2 separate regions of the Sus scrofa genome follow, and region 2 is linked to region 1. The links are chromatin contacts, called in public Hi-C maps. All regions are on one chromosome and are shown on one strand. The core of a region is the stretch at or near the end of the contact, and the rest is flanking DNA. Distances in the headings are between cores, read along the strand shown.

Evidence for each region. A called contact is a pair of places that touch in the nucleus more often than the background predicts.
Region 2: a contact with region 1 is called in a Hi-C map of retroperitoneal adipose tissue, with 1.9 times the contacts expected there. The contact joins two enhancer-like sites. A contact is called at or near these places in 5 of 5 promoter capture datasets (fetal liver, fetal skeletal muscle, liver and 1 more), 18 of 47 Hi-C or Micro-C datasets (blood, embryonic fibroblasts, fetal liver and 8 more) and 2 of 2 datasets of contacts at active chromatin or transcription factors (alveolar macrophages and skeletal muscle).

What each region holds. Positions count from the first base shown.
Region 1 is chr12:14,888,984-14,891,683 of Sscrofa11.1, forward strand. All of the region lies in intron 1 of ERN1 (serine/threonine-protein kinase/endoribonuclease IRE1), which reads left to right. Among named protein-coding and RNA genes, the nearest start is that of ERN1, 8.4 kb to the left of the region's middle. Within about 2 kb of position 1,433, at least 7 of the 83 cell types and tissues checked have an H3K27ac peak or open chromatin away from gene starts, as enhancers often do. A contact at or near this core is called in mesenteric adipose tissue and retroperitoneal adipose tissue, where this site is marked.
Region 2 is chr12:14,941,280-14,943,979 of Sscrofa11.1, forward strand. It overlaps ERN1 (serine/threonine-protein kinase/endoribonuclease IRE1), which reads left to right. Exons shown (of 22, transcript XM_005668695.3): 9 at 337-415; 10 at 1,376-1,541. Among named protein-coding and RNA genes, the nearest start is that of ICAM2, 44 kb to the right of the region's middle. Within about 2 kb of position 1,367, at least 19 of the 83 cell types and tissues checked have an H3K27ac peak or open chromatin away from gene starts, as enhancers often do. A contact at or near this core is called in mesenteric adipose tissue and retroperitoneal adipose tissue, where this site is marked.

The DNA of each region.
Region 1 (2,700 bases), core at 183-2,682:
GAGCCCTAAAAAAGCAAATACTTATTCTTAAGCCGATTACCCTACACAGCTTAAAGCATTTCCCAGTTCCTTCCAGTCTTCGCTTGACTCTAACTTTGGCATGGTCCACACTGAAGTTCTGATCAAAAATGTTATTACTCAGCTTGATTGCACAATTTCTAGGGGACCCTTGCATTTTTGGTTGTTTCTAAATGCCAGTGAGAGATTTTCTACCCCTTTTAGAAGATTCAAAAGTATATTCTTTGAAAGAGATTTCTAAAAAATTCCAGAAATATGGTGAACAGTGGGAGTATGTGTGGATAAATATTGAACTTCTCCCCGGCCCCTGTGGTGCAGTGGGTTAAGGATCCGGCATCGTCACTGCAGCGGCTTGGGTTGCTACTGTGGTACAGGTTCAATCCGTGGTCTGGGAACTTCCACGTGCCTTGAGTGTGGCCAAAAAAATAATGTCAGACTCCTAGAAGGGATCTTGCTGGTCTAGTCCAGTAAGTCCTCAAATTTTCCCCACTGCACCCCCACTTAAGGGATGGGCCGCATGTCCATAAGTAGTAGTGGGAGCACCTTAGAAGCTTCGAGGCTGGTGTTTTGGGGCACACACCACCCTCGCTCAGGCATCACCCTGCCCTTCTAAGTTGAACAGTCACTGCTCTGCTGTGTTCCCAGAGCAGCCAGATGAAGAAGCTGAGGCCAGACAGGGCTGGTGACCTGTCCAAGGTCATGCACCAGTGGCAAAACGGTGTCTTGAATCTGATTCTCCTGCTTCCCTTTGAAGAGCAGCCCCTGAAGTGCTTATGTTCTGGTATGTTTGTTAGAACATGTAAGTTAAGCAACCCCAGTCACACCCTGAGGAGGTGGCCAAGCCATGGTGCAGTGAAATGGGATATGGAGAAGGACTGGGAAGAGAAGACAACACGCCTTCCTGGAAGCTTCAGGAAATGCTCAGATGATGCTCTCCTTTCTCCCAAGAGACTTGCAGCCTCTTATCCTTTGTTTCAGCTAGAGAAAGATACAGCTTTGGGATGGAAATGCTGCCTTCTCCCGAGAATCTCCATCAGGGACCTTGACCGTTTCCAGTTCTGGAGCCGAATCCAACAGTCAGAGAGAGAGAGAGAGAGCAGGTTTTAAGAGGCCCTGACACTGAATTCACAGTTTAAATGTGTGTCTTTGCTCGAGGTCTAATAATATCCAAGCAGGTGCACGTTTTTCAGTAAGATCATGCCCGAAATGTTTCTGAAATAGCAAAACTGAAAGTTCACATCTTAGAAGCCTTTAACCAAAGTTGTGTTTCCACACTGCAGTCACAGCCTTTGGCAAGGGATTCGGAAAAGATAGAACTCTCTAAGGATCAGGCTGGGTCTGGCGGGTTTGCCTTTGCAGAGGCCCCCACTGCCCGAGAAGTTCTGGCACCAGGAAGTGAATGTGTGATGACAGGAGAGGGTGTTGGCCTTGGACTGCAATGGAGGGACCTGGGTTAGCCCAGGTGGGTCTCAGGAGAGTAATGGGGGAGAGAGGAGGGGGCCAGGAAGGTGCCCTGTGTGTGGGGGGTGGCACCCTTCTCTTGCTGGTTTGTCCTAGAGGACAGGGATCATGTCTTACCTTTGCATCCTCCGTGGCATTTGGCATCATGGGCAGCCCTACCCCCTTGCAGTGGGTGCTCAGCAAGTATTGATTGAATTTCTCTTGGAGGCTTTTGAAGACCAATAAAACAAGGAGCTGTTTTATCATCAGGCAAGTGGGCTTTAGATTTGGGGGCGATAAGGAAGATGCTGCTTTAACTGTAATCTGTATTCTTTAATGGGAGCCTATCAATAGCGTTTCTTTCTACAGAACGAGAGGGCTTCCAGGATACTTGCTTGGGTGGACATGCTCCCTAGTGTGTGGTGCTCTCTTGACGGGCCCCTCCTATTGGTCATGAGATTAATTTTCCCACTGCCAAACCCCAGGAGATAAATGGTCTGTGATTATTCCTAGTCAGTTTCATTTTTCCCTCAGCATGATGTTTCGCCATTAGAAAATGAACCTTGATCCAAGGTTGGCCCCTCTTATGTATTAAACATGATTTCCCTAGTTAGTGGACTAATTTATAATTACAATTCAACACTACCCCTTCCTCCAGTGGATTATTTTCCCTCTATTTCAGATGAGGGAATAATTGTCCAGGCCATGGGCGTGTTTTCATGGAAACTGGATTTTTTTTTTTTTCATACATTTTCTGAACAAATAGTGCTGTCACATCCCTCAAACCTGACATTGTCATTGATCTTCATTTGGGTCAGAGGAGTTTGTTGACCAAACTAACTGGGATCTCTCTTCTCTTAAAGCAAATGACCCATGATTCCTGTGGGGCCTCTAGGAGTGGGAGAGACACCTGTGCAGGGGCCACAGCTGCAACTCGGAATGTGTTGCTTAAGGCAGTGCTTCTCCGCCCTAGCTGAAAGAGTCACCTGGGGACCTTTTTAAATACTCTGTGCTGGGAGTTCTCTTGTGGTGCAGTGGGTTAAGGATCTGGCATCGTCACTGCAGCGGCTTGGGTTGCTACTGTGGTGCAGTTCGATCCCTGGTGCAGGAACTTCCACATGCCTTGGGTGTGGCCAAAAAAATAAAAAAGAAAAATCTGTCAAGGAAACCTCAGAAACCCCTGTGACTCAGGGGACAGAGAGGGCAATTCTTTGATTTTTGTGCTGGTTCTGCTCCCAAATA
Region 2 (2,700 bases), core at 117-2,616, 52 kb after region 1:
TGTGTGGCGTTTGCCAGAGTCCAGTCTCCTGGGTGACCGATACGCCTGGTCCTTTGTGTGGGCTGTCACGAGGCTGGTCTAGTGCAGATGAGGAAATCAAACTGGGCGAGCAGGTGGCTTGTGCATCCTTCGAAGGTAACAGCGGGGCCTGCAGCCCAGTTCTCCAGGTTCCCAGGACAGTAGCCTTGCCTTCACCCGCCACGGCTCAGAGAACTGGATTAATGTGGTTCTTCCTGGGTGGTATTTGGGGCTGTGATACTTCTTGCCCCAAAGTCCCCTTTTGTGGGGTCCAGGAATTAAATGACAGCGGAATGCATGTATCTGTTTGTCTCCTAGGCCCACCCTGTATGTGGGGAAATATTCCACCAGCCTCTATGCGTCGCCCTCAATGGTACATGAGGGGGTCGCCGTTGTGGTAAGTACATATGGGTGGGCTCATAGGTGCAGCCTCCTAACCACTCCTGCTCCATTTTCACAAAGAGTGACTGCATTACATATGCATCCTGCTGTTAAGGATGCAAGACACAGATCTTAAATCCTCAAAGACAGTTTCTACACGTACCACCTTCTACTTGGCGAGGAGAGATGTGTGACTGAAGCAGCCTCCTAAGCCCCGGTTCCACCCCTTTGCTTTCGGGTTCAAGTCCCAGCTCCCCAGGCTGGGGGGCACAGCCCCTCAGGCCAGCCCCACTCGGTGGTGGGCGTCTGCTGCATGGTGGATGGCTCTCTGGGGCTGCCCCGTCCAGTCCGTCTCCTCCCTGAGCTCCAGGAGCTCCCTGTTCATCCTGCTCAGCCCTTGTTCAGATGGCGCCTCCACTTCAAATGCCCTCCCTTCTTCCCCTTCCTTCCTTTGCGACCGGTCCAGCCCCCTGGGACCGCGCCAGCTTGCCTGCAGTGCTCGTCTCTGAGTGTCTGCAGCATCATGATTCCCGCTGCTGTTTTGGTCCTTGCAACGTGTGTGCTGTTTGGTTAGCATCCCTCGTCTTCCCAGTGAGTCCGTCCGCTGCTCCCTCGCAGGGCAGCACCTGCCTGGGTCCAGTGGTGGCCGAGCCAGCGCCGGGCTGGAGCTTCCCAGCCTGGTCAGTTGTATCATTTGTGAGCTCCTTCCTGTGTGTCTGCTTCTCACAGTCGCCTCTTGGATTTCCACCCATGCCCTTCCTGTTTTCCGGTTCCCAGACATAAGAAATTAAAAAGATGTTCACCTTTAAAAAGACATCCAGGTTTTAAAGGACGTCAGTATGGTGTCACCTCCCCAGATGGGGCAGCTCCCGCTCAGTCTTGGGGCCTTTGGGTCCCCCTCTGCCTCCCTGACCAGCCCCACCCTGGAACCCTGTGCCTAGGGCCACCCCTAGCCTCGCTCCTGCTGTCTTTTCAGCCCCGAGGCAGCACTCTTCCTCTGCTGGAAGGTCCCCAGACCGACGGTGTCACCATTGGGGACAAAGGGGAGTGTGTGATCACGCCCAGCACAGACCTGAAGTTCAACCCAGGACTTAAAGGGAAGAACAAGCTTAACTATCTGAGGAACTACTGGCTTCTGATTGGTAAGAGCTGGCGCCGTGGGCCCCCGTGACAGGCTGCTGCCTCCTGGTGGCCAGTAGTGGACATTACAATAATAATATTACTGGTTACTGTCCTCAGCCCGGCCCTGACTGTGCTCAGTTCACGTCCAAGTTGGTCTTTCAGACCTTGGAATATTTTACTGCCAAGGAAAATAAACAGTACAGATGTGTTAGCAAGCCAGTTCTCAGTAATTATTTAACGAATGTTCCCAAACTCCAGGACTAAATAATGTAAACTCTGTGCAGTGATCTGCACGCTGACCGTCGGGCACACTGCGCTTTCTAATCATTTCCTTATTTCTCACGACGACCCCAGGCGAGGTGGCACCCTTATTATTTCCACTTAGAGTTAAGCAGTTTCTGTGGAAGAATTCCCTTGGGAGTTGGCCTGGGCATGTGAGGGGTTGGGGGAAAAAAGGGCTGAAAACCCAGGCGGGATTGAGGGTGAGGAGATGGAGCCCAGAAGTGGGTCCAGGAGCCTCGGCACAGTCCCGGGCGCATCCCCTTTCCTTCCCTTCCATTTCTGCGCTGTCAACACCGTCAGCAAGAGAGCACAGAAGCACTTGTCTCCAGCAAGTGCCCCAAGTAATTAGAGCAGGATGGAGTTTTCTTAAATCAGTTTTGCCCTTCCTGTGGCCCCCTCCCCTGCTCTGCTGCCCCCAGCCCCAGAGGTGGGAGGGCGGGGATGCAGCCTATGGGGGCGCCGGGGCTGCCGGGGACCAGGACAGTGAGAGTCAGGCCTGGGGGCTCTCGGGCAGGGACGTGGAGTAGCCGTGGGGCCCGGAGGCAGCAAGGCAGTGACATCTATTGGGGGTGTGTGACTGGGCGTTGCAGAGAGAGGAACCTGGCGGTAGCGGAGCCCTAGCGCTCCCTCTGTAGCTGTCCAGGCCTTGCTGTTCGTGGTTCATCCTGACTCCTTGTAGCCATTTTTCTTCTGGTTATTGTTTTTGCCAAATAACAGGCAAAGGAGGTAGCAACAGAACTCTACCCTTTTTTAAACAGAAGTAGTTTGGGAAGCATGTGTGCTGGGTCCCCCATGGAGGAAAGAGAGCTGAGGCCAGAGGCCCTTGAAATCACAAGGCCACTTTAATTTCATGTAGCAGCTAAGGGAGGTGTTCACCCCTCCCTAGGCTGGAAGCGC